Regions from separate parts of the Rattus norvegicus genome. Here region 1 is linked to region 2. The links are chromatin contacts, called in public Hi-C maps. All regions are on one chromosome and are shown on one strand. Each heading gives the region's core, a stretch centred on a gene start, on an enhancer-like site or on the middle of the called end of the contact. The rest is flanking DNA. Distances are from core to core; before and after follow the strand shown. Region 1 has its middle 62 kb from the start of Htr5a. Region 2 holds the start of Insig1 (insulin induced gene 1).

Region 1 (7,455 bases), core at 1,860-4,359, 69 kb before region 2:
GATCTATCTGTACCTGACCTCTGTGGGTCTGTGCATTGTGGCTTGGCTATCAATGACTTCACAGCTAGCATCCACAGAGAAGTGAATATACACCATATTTGTCTTTCTGGGCCTGGGTTACCTCAGTCGGGATTTTTTTCCTAGTTCTATACATCTACCTGTGAATTTCATGACATTGTTTTTAAACAGCTGAATAATGCTCCACTGTGTAACTGTAGTACCAAGTGAGAGAAGAAAAGTAAGCACAAAGCCAGCTACAAACACTCTGAGCTACAGGTGTGCCCTGCCTGCGAGACACACTGTGCACAGCGGCACAGAGCTCGCAGGAGTAACCGACCGACCGTTGTCTGATTGGATTGAAGGCCCAGACCAGAGATTAGATCAGACAGAGACACAGGGAAAACCCGCTTAGTACTATTCTAAAGGAACCCACTCCTAACAACGTTCTGCTCTACTCATCCATCAATGCCTTGCCCAGCCATCATCAGAGACGCTTCCTCCTGTAGCAGATGGGAACAAATACAGAGTCCACAAGAGAACTAAGTGGAGAGAGGGGGAGAGCTCTTGGAGCACTCGGTCCTAAATGGGATGTTGCCATCAAATCCCTCCCCCACCCCCGAGTTCAGGGAATCCTGGGGAAGAGGAGGTGGGAAGAATGTAAGAACAGAAGGGGTGGAAAACACCAAAGAAACAAGGTCTCTAAACACACAGCAGGACTGACTCACATGAATTCACGGAGACTGGCAGTGTGCGGTTTAACCTATGCGGGGGGTGGGGGGAGGTGGGAGGGATGTGGGGGGAGAGGCGGGGGGGGGGGAGCAGCACTGAGAGGGGAAGTGAGCACAAGCCTCCATCCCTTACTCTCTCCAATCAATAACCAAAGGAAGAGTTAGTTTTCTCCAGCAGACTCTCACTGAGTATACAAACACTCTTAAGGCTAGGTCCAATGCCCAGAAGTAGGCAACGTACACACACACACACACACACACACACACACACACACACACACACCAGAGGCAGTTTTGAAGGTTCTTTGTCTCTTATTTCTTTGGTTGTGAGACTAGCCTTTAATGGCTGAGTCATCTCTTCAGCCCTTATCTCATAATTCTTTGAGCAGCCTTCATCATTAATTATTATCATTATTATTAATCAATTATTATTATTATTATTATTATTATTATTATTATTATTCCTTCTCTCCTCCCCTTCTTCCTCCCTTCCCCCTACAGGTCTTTTGCATATATATGCAAATGTATATGTGTATACAAATATGTGTAGGCAAATATGTGCAAATATGTGTGTATGCAAATGTATATGTATATTGGTTTCTGATGTTGTGTTTTATGGGACTTCTGTGTGTGTGAATGTGTGTGTCTCTGTATCTATATGTATTTCTGGTACTTTTTTGTTTGCTCTTTTGGTATTTGTTTGATTCAACCTATTCATGCATGCTTGCTTTTATTTATCTTATTCTATATTACCTTGTAGATGTCTATTTATATTCTAATGAGAGAAAAGGGATATAGATTTGGGTGGGTGGGGAATCAGAGGGGATCTGGGAGGACCTGAGTGAGGGGAATCATAATCAGAATATACTATATGAAAAATACTTTATTAAAATTATACTTAAGGAAAATCAAGTTCTGTCTCACTTCGCTTCTGCCTGTGACAGATTTCCAGTCAGTTCTTTTATGCATAGAGTTTGTAAAGATCAGAGTGCAATGCTCAGCTAGGATGTAAGCCGCAGAACGGCAGCCAGCCCAGGGCAAGAGTCTAGAGGGAAGAGCTGGGCCTCTGAACCATGGTGCCGTCCTGTGCTCCCCCTACTCCAGTACTTACTAGACACCCTGTGTCTGCTGGTTCATGGCTGGCAAGGTGCCCTGGCCTCAGCCATCTAGGTCACAAGGATCCTACTGTCTCTGAAAGCCCACTTGAAGACACCATAATGCTGGGACTTCCCTGACCCTTCTTCAGCCCTTGAAAAGTGTCATGCAGCATTGGTCAGTCTGTCCCTCCAACAAGCAAGTAGGTCCCACCTGCTAACTGCAGACTCCCAAACCCAGGCCTACGTGGCTCAATAGTCAGCAGCCCATGTGCGTCTGTGCGGAAAGGAGCCTCGTCCCCCAAGGCTGTGGCCTGTAATAAAAAGAGCTGTCCACAACCCCATACCTTCAGGAAAAGCCAGTCCTGCCCACATCTCGATCTGGAACTTCAGCTGCAGAGCTGCAGAAGGTGACTGTTAAGCCACCAGGACAAATTGCCAGCTGACAGAGGAACTGCCATCTTGTGGTTGGTGGAGACTTGGCCTCGCAGGAAGACCTTAGAACAAAGTTACTATTCTAAGCCAGTGGTTCACAGAGGGAGATCCCTGGCTAATAGAGCGTACGTGGTGAGATAAATGAACACTAGACACAACTGACTTCTCATTGCCCTTTTCCTCAGGCCCCTTCCCTACCACTTCAGGGGATGCTCTGAGAAATGTTCACAGGAAGGTCGACCTAGGCAAGACCCTACACTACCAGGAGTTGTCACTAGGTGGCACCAGTACCCCTGAGAGCCACAGGTTCTCACAAGGCTGGGTTCTAGTAAAGGGAGTTGGGGAGTCTAATGCTAAGTCTCATGAATTTAAATGGACAAAGGTGTAAATTGCCTTTCCTTTATCTGGTCTTACTGTTCTGGTAGGACTGCCAGTCACTGGCTGTGAGTATTGGACCCTAATTGTAACACATTCCAACTGTAAATTGTGCTGTGCTCTAAATGCAGGGTTTGCATCAGGACTGACACAAAAAGAGCAATCGCTTAGCCGTCTTGATGTTGATCGTTGAGCGCATTGGGCTGTGATGTTCCAGGGCAGCCAACTTGCTCTTCCAATGGGGGTCGGTCCTTCAGCTGGCTGGAATCTGCTCCTGACATGCCAACGTGCAGATGCCCTCAGCAGAATGGATGGCGTCTGCCTGGGGCGGGGGTTGGGGCGGGGGCTGGGGCAGGGAAGGGAGGTGGTACCTCCGAGGTGGCTGCTTCATTTCCAGGAGATCTTGGTAGATTGGCCCCTGACCTGCAGACTCACTGGTGATGGCATCATATGATTGATTACTCATCTGACTATTTCACTGCCTGGTAAACAAATCCCATACAGACAGTGGCTAAGAGCACTTCCTGATCTTCCGGAAGGCTGAGTTCAGGTCCCATGGCTGAAAACCTCCTGTAACTCAGGCCCCAGGACATCTGACAGCCACGCATGTTTTCCGTGGCCACCTACACATGTGTGGCACACACTCCACACCAACACGCTGCCTCCATCATCCTTGCCTCGGAGCCGCCACGACAGTGCCCTGCCAGGCTGCTCCTTGTCCCTGGAGAACTGGATGAGTCCAGGACGCCCTCTCTGCATGCCAGCAGCAGGCTGTGTCTGACCTAATATCCTTGTAACCATCTGGTGAAACCTCTTGGAAAGTAACAAACCACTGGCTTCCAGCAACCGAAAGGCTGAGAATGTCACCAGACAGTACTGAAGTCTACAGTGAATCTCCCCTGCTTTTCTGTACACCCACCTGTCTGATATTCCTGCTGATAAATTGGGAATGTGTCTGGCTATGACTTTCTTCCTTCTGGAAGTATAAGTCTTCTGCTGGAACATGGTATCTGGGGCAATCCATGTCCCAGGGGTCATGGTTATCATATTTTGCTTCAGAACAAACAAGTAAGGCAGTGCTTTACATCAAACCTTTATATAAGAACTGTACTAATTTCGAGCAGAAAATGAAAACAGATGCTTCAATGATGCATGTCCACAAAAAAAGAAAAGCTTAGAAAACTGCATGAGGCGGAAGGAAGGGAGGGAGGGAGGGAGGGAGGGAGGGAGGGAGGGAAGGAGGGAGGAAGGAAGGAAGGAAAAGCCTGATAGCATAGAAATGAACTCAGGGTTACCAGGAGGAGGTAGGAGGAGCCAAGTGTGAGCCTCCCCACCGTTCTCTCCCAGGGGCTGGGGTGTGCCTGGTGGCCCACAGCTGGCCACAAAGCTCACTGTCACCGTCTAAATAGATGCAGTTTCCTTCACTATTAAGGATTTGAGAGGAGCCGATACAGCTGCACCACGACCAGCACAGTAGCTGAGAGAGGGGCACTGTACCATTACAGAGATCCAAACAAACATCTGTTCACCTTGGGCAAGACCCCGTTAATTCACTGAAGGAGTCCACCCCAGGACAACTTGGTGGAGCTCATCGCCCTTGCCTAAAGGAGCACAGGTGAGGTGCTACAGTGTGCAGGTCCCCAAACAGTTGTGTCAAAGTCCCCCATCGTGGATGACAACCCCATAGAAGATGCATTATGGCGCCCCATGTTCAGTGAGCCTTCTACGTCCTATATACTCCAGCATCTCCTAGGATCACTTGCACCTGCAGCAAGGCAGGAAGGTATCATGGCAGGAATCCTGGGATGAGGATCCCGCAAGCTCCTCCTCTTTTAGTATGGAGTGCTAACTGGCCACCCTGTAGACCTAATTATGGCTGTATCCGTCCCATCCTTTAGTTTCCATGGCTACTGAACCCAGATTAGCTCTACTCCAAGGGTCATCATGTTATACCTGAAGGAAAGAGTCACACTCCAACAGGTATAAACCTCTCAGTCAACGGGAGGGGGAAACTGATGAGGCAAAAGGATTGAAAGTACCAAGCTGGTCTGGACTACACAGAGAGTTCAAGACCATCCTGGTCTACATATCAGGATCCTGTCTCAAATAAAACCAACAACAACAACAATAACAAAATTAGTGCCTAGGAACTGGGCACCAGGGTCACACCTGTAGCCCCAGCTACCCGAGCAACTGAGGAAGAATGCTCATTTGAGCCCAGTTAGCAAAACCCTATCTCAACCAGTCAGCCGTCGATTGGACCCTCCTGGGTACAACTCTGAGCTATGACTGTGAAGGTGTGTGATAGATGTCCTCTACTTGCCTTACATAACGGGGTGGCATTCTTCCCAGATAGACATTATCATAGATAAGAAGATCAGAGATCAGGCCATACAGTGGTGCTCAGCAGCTCAGAGTGTTCTGTGCTCCACAATCCAGTCAGTGACATCTTTCATCTAGTGGACCCCAGAACTCTGCAGGGAAGTGTCATGGATACAGACAACAGGAGGTAATGTGAGGTTAATGGCTTCCCTTCGTTCTCAGCTGGAACCAGCACTAGACAATGTTGGAACAACACAGAGGTGGTGTTAGTCACTTTTTTGTTGCTGTGATGTGAACCCTATGAGCAAAAGCAACTTGTGGAAGAAAGTATTCATTTTGACTTACAGGTCCAAAGGGATAAGAGTCCACCTGACAGGGAGGCACAACAGCAAGCCAAGAGCTCATACCTTCAAATGCAGAGAGAACAAAATGCACTCTCAAAGCCTGCTTCCAGCGACACGCTTCCTCCAGCAAGGCCACAGCCTTTAAACCTCCCCAACACCAGCAACAACTGGGCACCAAGCATTCGAACCACCACAAGGATAAACTGCCCTCTTCGTGGACAAGCAAATAGGACCACCCTGAGATAGTCAATCAAAAAAGGCCCGAGTTTCTCTCCTCCTGAGCCACTGTGTGCAGTACCAGAGGCCATTAGTCACATGGATTCCGGAAGTGTTGCCTGTGAACTGCCAAGTTCACATGTGGCTCCTCATCTGATCCACTGAAGCCCCAAGGCAAGGGAATGAAGCTGCCTCTGTTTACCTTCTCTGCCCTGTGGGTCTAGGTTGAAGGACAGGGCGTGGGGGTTGGAGGGTGCATTTCTGGTGCTGTAGTAAAAATCCCTGATCGAAAGAGGAAGAGGGGGCTTGCTCACTGCTTACATTTCCATGATCTGTCAGGTGGGAAGGTCAAGGTAGCAGGAATTGAGGCAGCCGGTCACAGCGGTCACAGCCGGTCACAGCCGCAGTCAGTAGCAGAGGCCATGAATGAATGTATGCTGCTGTTCCCTTAGACGAGAGCTTTTCCTCTTTTACACAGTCCAAGGCCCGAACCCAAGGAATGGTACTTCCAAGTTTAGGCTGGGTCCTCCCACATGAGTGAAGGTAACCAAGATTGGCCCCTGCAGACAAGCTCATGGGCCAATCTGAGGTATCTGGCCTCTCTGATTGATGGGGGAGCTCTTCCTTAGCCCTCCCATCTGGATGCCTTCTAGAAACCACCAACTAGTCTACACCGAGGTTAGTCAGAGCCTCCCTGAAACAGCCAGACACACTCGATGGAGACCCCGACAACTTGGAGGTGTGGGAGCACGTACTCAGGCTCACATGCATTGTCCTGCCAAGTCAACATTGACTTGGTGTTTAGATTTCACCCATATTTACCTCTAGAACTGATATAACCTGGTGTTTACTTCTGTGATCTGCTGAATGACTTTCTCACACCCTATCATTAGCCATGTAGCCTGAGAGTAGAGGTAGGTGAGAAGGAGCAGGTCATAGACCCCTCACAGAGCAGACATCAATGAGACTCATGGTTCCTGGGTGGTTCTGAAGGTCCTGTCACCTGTCAGTGACGTTCACCAGTGCTGCCTCAACTTACAAATGGCAGAATTGGAGGAAACAGCTTTCTAGGTCAGTGAAATAAATAACAATGAAACTAATTCTATCTGGCCAAGCGCGCGCACGTGCGCGCGCACACACACACACACACACACACACACACACACACACATACACACACACAAATTCACACTCACACATACACAATTTTGTATATTTTCATTATAAAAGGGAAGGAGCTTCCTATAAAATAACAACAAGACAATAGTGTCTTCAGTAAGGACAACAGTCCCTGTCATCCAATGTCACTGTTGAGCACAGGGCTCTGCTCTATAATGCAGACTGGACTGTATATGATTAGCAGCACATAGGATATATCCCACAGCATCCCAGACACACTAGACATGCACTGGACTAGGACATGATGGCTGCCAGTGGAGGATGGGAAATTGTCAGCTCCATTACTATGGTTGTATATGTGGTCTGTACTGGTTTTGTGTCAACTTGGCACAAGCTAGAGTCATCAGAGAGGAAGAGCCTCAGTTAAGGAAATGACTCCATGAGACCCAGCTGTAAGGCATTTTTTTCAATTAGTGATCAATGAGGAAGGGCCTAGCCCATGGTGGGTGGTGCCATCCCTGGGCTGGTGATCCTGGATCTATAAGAAAGCAGGCTGAGCGAACCAGGGAAAGCAAGCCAGTAAGCAACATCCCTCCATGGCCTCTGCATCAACTCCTGCCTCCAAGTTCCTGCTCTGCTTGAGTTTAGTCCTGACTTCCTTTGGTGATGAACAGCAGTGTGGAAGTGTAAGCTGAATAAACCCTTTCCTCCCCACCTTGCTTTTTCGGTCCTGGTGTTTTGTCACAGCAGTATAAACCTAAATAAGACATGGTCCACTGATGGCCAAAACATCATTATATGGCATATGATTGTGTGCATACA
Region 2 (7,526 bases), core at 4,988-7,487:
GAGCCAATGTGCTGCGATTTGACAGACATGCCGCTGGTCCTGACACTCACCCTGTAAAGTGTGGCCTGGATGGCAAAGATATGTGCCAAAGCCCCCAAGACGAGGTAAGGCTCCACTCTATCACCCCTGGAAAGCCTCAAGCTGCCTCATGTTGAAAAATTATGGACTTAGAGGACACACACACCTGCATCTGGGTCCTTTAGATGCTTCTGATGTAAACATCAAGTTCTTGGAGATGACACAATCAATAGTGAGAGGGACAAGAGGAAGACATCCTGAGCCGAGGGAAGCAGGGAAGGAGTCAACAAGGGCAGAAACAGGTCTTGCTAGGGGTACACAGCCCCTCACACACTCTAGACCCCTGAGATGATAGAATCATATTGCTATGAGCTGCTATGCTTCTGCCCATCTACCTCAGCAGCCACAGGCAATTCACGGCTGGAGTATTTGAGCTCCTGACATCTGGTCACCTAACTGAGCAATAGGTAGGGAGGGGAAGGAGCCTGTGAGAGAGAAAGGAAAGGGAGAGGGATGGAGAGGCCGTTAGACCTGGAAGTGTGAGGGAGGGAAGGTGCTAAGGGTAAGAGGGGAGCAAGGCAAACCCCACTACTGCTCATTGCTCAGGCAGAGCTGGCTCCTCCTTAGTTGGGCTCATTTGGAGCCTGAGGTTAGGGTAGACACCTCACCTTTCCTTGAGTGCCAGAGGCTGGGGGACCAGCAGAAAGCAGACTGGTTCTGCAGTCTGTGCTGTAGACCCAGACATTGCTCTACACCTCTTTGCTGCTGCAGCCCTACCCCAACAGAAACTCGCCCCTGTCCTGTACTGGAGAGTTTGGAGTTTATGCCCCCTCTGCTGCTGAGGGGGATCTGCCCCTCTTCTCCCCTAATATGGGTGGTCTCTAATTAGGGGAGAGTGACCTCATCCTAGCTGTCTGTTTCTGTAGCTATGCTGTGTCCAAACAATAGTATATCCCAAGGGTCCACAGAGGACACTAAGTACCCAGTACCTGCCACCTTTGTCCCTGCCACACTGTTAGCCCCTGGCTCCCAAACCTGCTGAGAGCCTCTGTCAGGCACATTGGCCTTCAAAAGCCTTAGTCAACCACACCTTGCCCTCCTGGGCGGCATGCAGGCCAGCAGCCCAGCCCCAGGCTGGTTTGGACTTTGTCCCATATCGGTAGCATCTTCAACCCCACCCCAATATGGCTGGGCTCTTTACCAGCTGCCCACCTGGGACCTGAGGTGTCAGGTCGTTTCGATGGTTCGGATGGGCTGCTGCACCAGGCCCAGCAGCTGTCAGAGGGCAGAGCAAAATAGCCTGGGCCCACCTGTGCTAAAGTGTCAACAAGCTGAAACTAAACTGTTCTGACTTCCAAGAAATCAGGAGGCAACCGCCAAGTTCTCCAAACAGGCCCTTCCATAAGTCCCTGCCTTAAGCCTTGCACCAGTTAATCCTTGCAGACCGTGCCAGAAGGCAGTAGTGAGTGTTAAACAATCCAGTGTCTTTCTTCTGCTTCCGCTGGCCTCAGTCTGCCTGTCTTTAAATGGCCTCCTCTGCCATTCTATGGTTCAGGTGCTGCCTGCTCCCAGAATCGACAGCGCAGAAGCAAGTAACATCGGGAATCTAATTCCACACGGCTTCCTCCTAGGCTAGGGGCCTCTTCCCACCTGCTGTCTGCTTCTCCTCCACCTCACAGGGCTTGGGGCCGGATGTGACCCTATTAATTACCAGGCCCCAATCCTACCTCCCTGCTTCCACGGTCCTGCTTTTCCTCTACCAGCAAAAACCCAGGAGGCTGTCTGCTGACCTAGAGAGTGACACAGAGTTACCACACCTTGCAAGTGACATTGCAGTCACAGTTCTCCTAAAGCCCTCCACCCTAAGAAATCAGCTCCCCGCCCAACCTTCCCAACCTCTGCAACCTCAAATCCCCAGTCTGCCATCCCCCACCATCAGCACTTCCTCCCTGTGCTGTGGTTTTTTTCCTGGAGAAGTGTGAATAAATGTTCACTCATCCCAAGTAGGGCAGTGACTACAGACCAAAGAAACTATCCCACTGAGTCTAGATTAGAGCACCAGTGAATCTATCTATTCGGGTTAATTATAGGAGTGTGGATGACATAAAGTTGTCACCAAAGCACCCACTCCAGGCTGCAAAGATGGCTCAGTGGGTAAGGCGACTGCCCACCACCAAACCTGACAATTTAAACTCAATCCCTGGGATCCACATTATAGAGAGAACCCACTCCCAGAAGTTGTCCTCTGACTTCCAGATGCTGTGGAGTGAGCACACGTGTACACACACGCACACACACACACATGCACACACACACGCGCGCACACACATGTCTTTAGTTCTTATGGCCTACTCCAGCATGATTAAAGACGCACAGAATCTGCACCTCTTGAGCTCTGCGCATGCTTTGCAGACATCTCTCTCCCTCCCCAGAAACTGCTTGTATCTTAGATCTCCACATGGGCTCCATGAATTCCTAAGCCTCTCCAGCTTTCTGAGACTTGTGGTCCCACCCCTGCCTCCCTACCCACCCACAAGGCAGAGTTTCCCATTTTCAGGGCATAGCTACATAACACTCCCTGAGAAAAAGCCTTGTCCCTTGGCTCCTGTCTGTCCCCAGCAGACTTAGTGGCCAGAGTCAATCTGCTCAAGCCCCACAGCTACTGGACTTCCTCTCTCTTCCCTCTCACCTCTTCACAACCAAGAGGGGTCTGTGCTGTGACAATCCTGTGACTTTCCCTCCCAGCTGCCCATTACCTCCCGGGGACCCTCATAATGTGCCAGCGGGGCTGCAGAACAGTGTGGAGGTCCCTCTGAGACCTTGTGAGTCTACTCCTGCCATTCCATCCAAGAGAAGAGGAAATGCACACACAGAGTTATGCACACGTCTTTACTGCAGCAGTATTCATAATCACCAAAAAGCAGACACAACTCAAATGTCCATCAGCCAGTGAAGGGGCAGACAAAATACAGTACACTACACAATGGAATACTAGTCAGCCATAAAGAGAAACAAAGCATTATTGCTGAAAGAACCATCAAAGACCACACACTGAATGATTCTGTTTACAGGAATGCTCAAGAACCGGAAGCTCACAAAGGCAGACAGCTTCATGGTGGCCTGAGGCTGGGAAAGGCTGAAGGGGTAGCCGTAACCCTGAGCAACGCTGCACACATTCTGAATACGTGCACAACTACTTGACAGAGAGAGCTGTATAGTATGTAAATGGAGTTCAACTCAGAAGAATTTCGTGGTTATCCGGAAACAGGTTCTACTGTTATCAAATGTGACTCCAGAACGCACGCAGTATGGGGACTAGCAGGATGGCTCAGTGAGTGAAAGCCAGCACCCCAATACCTGGGACCTACATGGAAGGAGAAAAGCGGCCCCACAACCTCCTCTGACCTCCAATCACACATAACAAACAAATAAATGCCTATAAGCCAGAAACGGGGTGACGAAAGGTAGTTAGGAAAACCTGTTGTTCTCCCATAGTACCCAGATTTGGCTCCCGCACCCACATGGTGGCTTATAACCATTTGTAAGTCCAATTCCAGGAGACCTATGCCTCCTTCTGGTCTCCTACACGCATGTGAAACACACACATATATTCACACACACATTAAAAATTATAAATCTTCAAAAATAAAAACTAAAAAAAGCCCATACATTCCCGAGTAGAAACATATTTAGAAATTCATACTTTCGGTGTCTTAACAGCGTGTGCGTGTGTGTGTGCGTGTATGTATGTGTGTGTGTGCGTGTGTGCGCGCACGCGTGTATGTGTGTGTGTGTGTGTGTCCACGTGTATCTGGGTGCATGTACATGGAGGTCAGAGGTAGACATCAGAAGTCATCTTCAGTTGCTCTCCACTTTTTTTGAGCCAAGGTCTCTCCTCTGAACTCAGAGTTCACTTTTGGGCTATACCATCCAGCCACCATGCTCCATGGTTCCTCCCTAGTGCTGGGACGACATGCACTGCTGTCTATGTGGATCTTTATATAGGTTCTGGGGGATCAAACTCTCCTCCTTATTCCTGCTCAGCACTTTACTGACTGAGTCATTACCTTGCCCCAAATAGCGCTCTATTTTCTGAACAGTCTACAGTGAACAAGGGGTGAGGTTACATTAAAATGGCCAATCTGTTTCCTTATCTAGTCCATTTTAAGAATGCAAGTCACAAATGATTATTGATATTATCCCAGAAAGAATGGTAGGGCTCTAGATAAAAAGCAATGGGTGCCTGTGTGCTCCCAGGTAAGCCCTCAGTAGTTGGAAGCACTTGCTTCAGCAAAGCTGTAATGATTAACAGGAAGTGGTACAGTGGAGGAGCTCCACCTCAAACACATCTCCCTAGCAACCCCACTCATCCTCAGGCCCAGGGATGGGGACCCCTGATCTTCCATTTCCAGTATGCATAGGAAAACTAGCAGGCCCTGGAACAACTGAGGACACCCTTGATAGGCAGGATGCATCTCCAAGAGCCTTAGTCCCATCTCCTCTCTACTGTCACCCTATGTAACTTCATTCACTGGATGTGAGGGTAAACTGCTCATGAGCCCACAGCAGGCCCCATAGGACCCCAGAGAAACGGACCACAGGGTATATCCTTTATGGTCAGCAGAGCACGTTGGTCTGTGTACCACAACAGCCACCATGGCTTAGGACCACAGCTTGCTTTGTTCCAGTGCAGATGAGATGGCCAAGCAGCAGCAGAGGTTAGACTGCATTAATACTGGCTTGGGTAAACAGAAGAAACGACCAAGTTGGTAACAGAGCAATTGTCAGAGGCAAGCAAACACAGAATACATAAAGTATTATTAGAACCTCTAAGCCTGCCAGCAAGAACTATAACAGGGGGAAAAAACGTGGGAGGGTCTGTAAAGACAAGCAAAACGGCTTTTGAAAAATGGACCGGATTACATCTCAGTACTCACAAACAAGATGCATGGCGTTGGGGCGTGGGTGTAGGGTCGGAGCTACAGCCTGTCCCATCATGCCAGCTTCCTACAAGTGACTGGCATGTCTGTTCCTTAGGGCCAAGTTTCCTGTGAGTGATGTGTCTGTTCCTTAGGGGCAAAGTTGCGTGTATTTACACAGGTGTCGCTTTCTCAACATCTGGCTAGAGTACTTGCAGCTGATGAGGGGTGGTAGCGACAGCACCTGCTACACCCCACACCCGACTCACGGGCCTCTAACAACTTCCTGTCAGCTGGAACTGGGCAGCCCCTCCTGCTTCTTAGTGTCAAAAAGGCTCCTGTGTCGCTGGAATACAGCATACAGTACTGATGCCCACCACCCGTGTGTGTGTGTGTGTGTGTGTGTGTGTGTGTGTGTGTGTGTCCATGCAACTTCACATGCCTGAACTGGCCAGAGTGTGGAAAATGGCCAAGACCCAAATCACAACATTTCCTTGAAGCCAAAACTGCAAGCCCTTCCAAACAATGCATAGAACCACCAACATGGCTAAGAGAGGAGTGGACAGATTGTGAGGGAAAGACAGCCGGGTCCCCACAACCGTGTCACGCTGGGAAAGTGACAGCCCCCATGAACTCTGAGTACAGCCTGCTTAGGAGGGTGACTTTATTTTACACTTTTGGCACAGAGCCACACTCCTTACCTAAGGTCACACACACGGTGCCTTTTCAGGCCTGTGGCTTTAGCCCATAAGGTCTTGGCTAGGGGGAGCCCTGGACTGAACTGTGAACTTGCAGACCACCTGCCACTAGCCACCAGTCCAAGGGATCCCACGTCTTTTGAGCACTCAGGAGGGTTTACGCTCTCAGTGTGCGCCAGGACCATGAAGGAAAGGATCTGCGCGGACCGCTTTATCTCAGAAACCGAGGTCCGGCAGCGCATTGCAGGGCAGGGCTGGGTAGGGCAGCGTCGTACCATCTGACTCGCGAGCCACCCGTCCTGGTGCCCGCCCCGGTGCCTCCCCGTATAGCGCGCGCTTCAGCGCGTGCCGGGCACAGCCCCACCCCCCGGTGGCGTGTGCATACGTCATATGGGCCGCCCTCCTCCCATTGGCTCCCGCGGCCTCACCAGACCACGAGCGGACTGGCGCGCGGACAAGGCGGGGCCGTTGGAAGATACGCCCTCAGCAGGGCGCGCGGGAGGCGGATAGGCTGGGTGAGATCACGTGGCACCGGCGACAACCCACCTTATAAGCGGAACCCGCGCGGGGCCGCGGCCGCTCCTGGGCCGTCCGGGCGCGCTACGCGTGCTTTGGTGGCGTGCACCTCTCACGGTGTGCCTAGCCGCCGATGCCCAGGCTGCACGATCACGTCTGGAGCTACCCAAGCGCGGGCGCTGCGAGGCCGTACAGCCTCCCGCGAGGCATGATTGCGGCGGCCCTCTGTCCGCAGGGCCCCGGAGCCCCCGAGCCCGAGCCCGCGCCCCGGGGCCAGCGAGAGGGAACCGCAGGCTTCAGCGCACGACCCGGCAGCTGGCACCACGACCTGGTGCAGCGGAGCCTCGTGCTCTTCTCATTTGGCGTGGTCCTGGCTCTGGTGCTCAACCTGCTGCAGATCCAGCGGAATGTCACGCTCTTCCCGGACGAGGTGATAGCCACCATCTTCTCCTCCGCCTGGTGGGTGCCCCCGTGCTGTGGCACGGCAGCCGGTGAGTGTCCTTCCTTGTTCTTGGAGAGGGGGCAGTGAAGGGACACGTCAGCTGTTAAGTCACCCTCGGTACAAAAAAGGGAGGACGGAGAAGGTAGGGAACCCCAGACGCTGGCGAGCGACAGGCGGAAGTTGGAGGGACTAGTGATGGAGATGAGGTCAGGAGATAATTGGCAGTTTAAGTGGAGGAGTCGCAGATGTCTTGCTGAGCCAGAAGCCAGGATTGGCCGTCTGGAGAACTGGTGAGGGCAGCACCACGCGGCCATTGGCTGCCTGAGCAAACGTGCTACCTCGCTGGATAACTGAAAACAAACCATCACGTGCGCTCAAGAGGCAGTTGCCAGGGGACAGACTTCTCCGGCCTGCCTTCTGCAGATAGTGCTTTGTGGCTGGCAGCCAAAAACCCTTTGGAACTCTGTGGCCCAGTAGACTTGGGACAGGAGGAAGAGAGGAGCCTTTGGGCCTAAAGACACCTATGGTGTCACTTCTCAGGCCTAATGAAACTTGTGACAGTGCCTCAGACATCTTTTTTCTTTCCTTAATTATTTTGCTGGTTTTGCCAAAAATGTTGAGTAATTACAGCCCAACAGATCCCTGCATACCTTACAGTGTACAGCAGTGACAAACATTTGTCACCCCCCTCAGCCCCGCTTGTTTTTGTCCTGTGGAGGTGGGCAGTATATGCTCTCTGGTGGACCTTCCTCCAGTCTGGTGAGACACACCTGTACCTGTAGCCACAGGACAGCAGGAGCGCTGCCGCTCTGCTTTGAAGCCAGCTTTTATTGACTGTCTGCCGATGCTTTATACGCTGGGCTTGGTGCTGTGCTGTAGCTGAGTCATGGGTTAAGTGTAAGGAGCAGGACACTTGCTGTTGATTCCCAAGGC

The links. Hi-C and Micro-C count contacts between places; a contact is called where the count stands out from the background.
Region 1: a contact with region 2 is called in a Hi-C map of liver, with 5 times the contacts expected there. The contact joins the enhancer-like site here to the promoter of Insig1 in region 2. A contact is called at or near these places in 4 of 12 Hi-C or Micro-C datasets (the A7r5 cell line, hepatocytes, kidney and 1 more) and 1 of 1 datasets of contacts at active chromatin or transcription factors (oligodendrocytes).

Annotation. Positions count from the first base shown.
Region 1 is chr4:8,122,610-8,130,064 of GRCr8, reverse strand. No RefSeq gene overlaps it. Among named protein-coding and RNA genes, the nearest start is that of Htr5a, 62 kb to the left of the region's middle. Within about 2 kb of position 3,109, at least 7 of the 93 cell types and tissues checked have an H3K27ac peak or open chromatin away from gene starts, as enhancers often do. A contact at or near this core is called in hepatocytes and liver, where this site is marked.
Region 2 is chr4:8,056,480-8,064,005 of GRCr8, reverse strand. Insig1 (insulin induced gene 1) reads left to right here and starts at 6,237. Exons shown (of 5, transcript NM_022392.2): 1 at 6,237-6,642. The coding sequence starts at 6,285. LOC102546740 (a long non-coding RNA gene) reads right to left here and starts at 6,316. Exons shown (of 4, transcript XR_010066047.1): 1 at 6,182-6,316.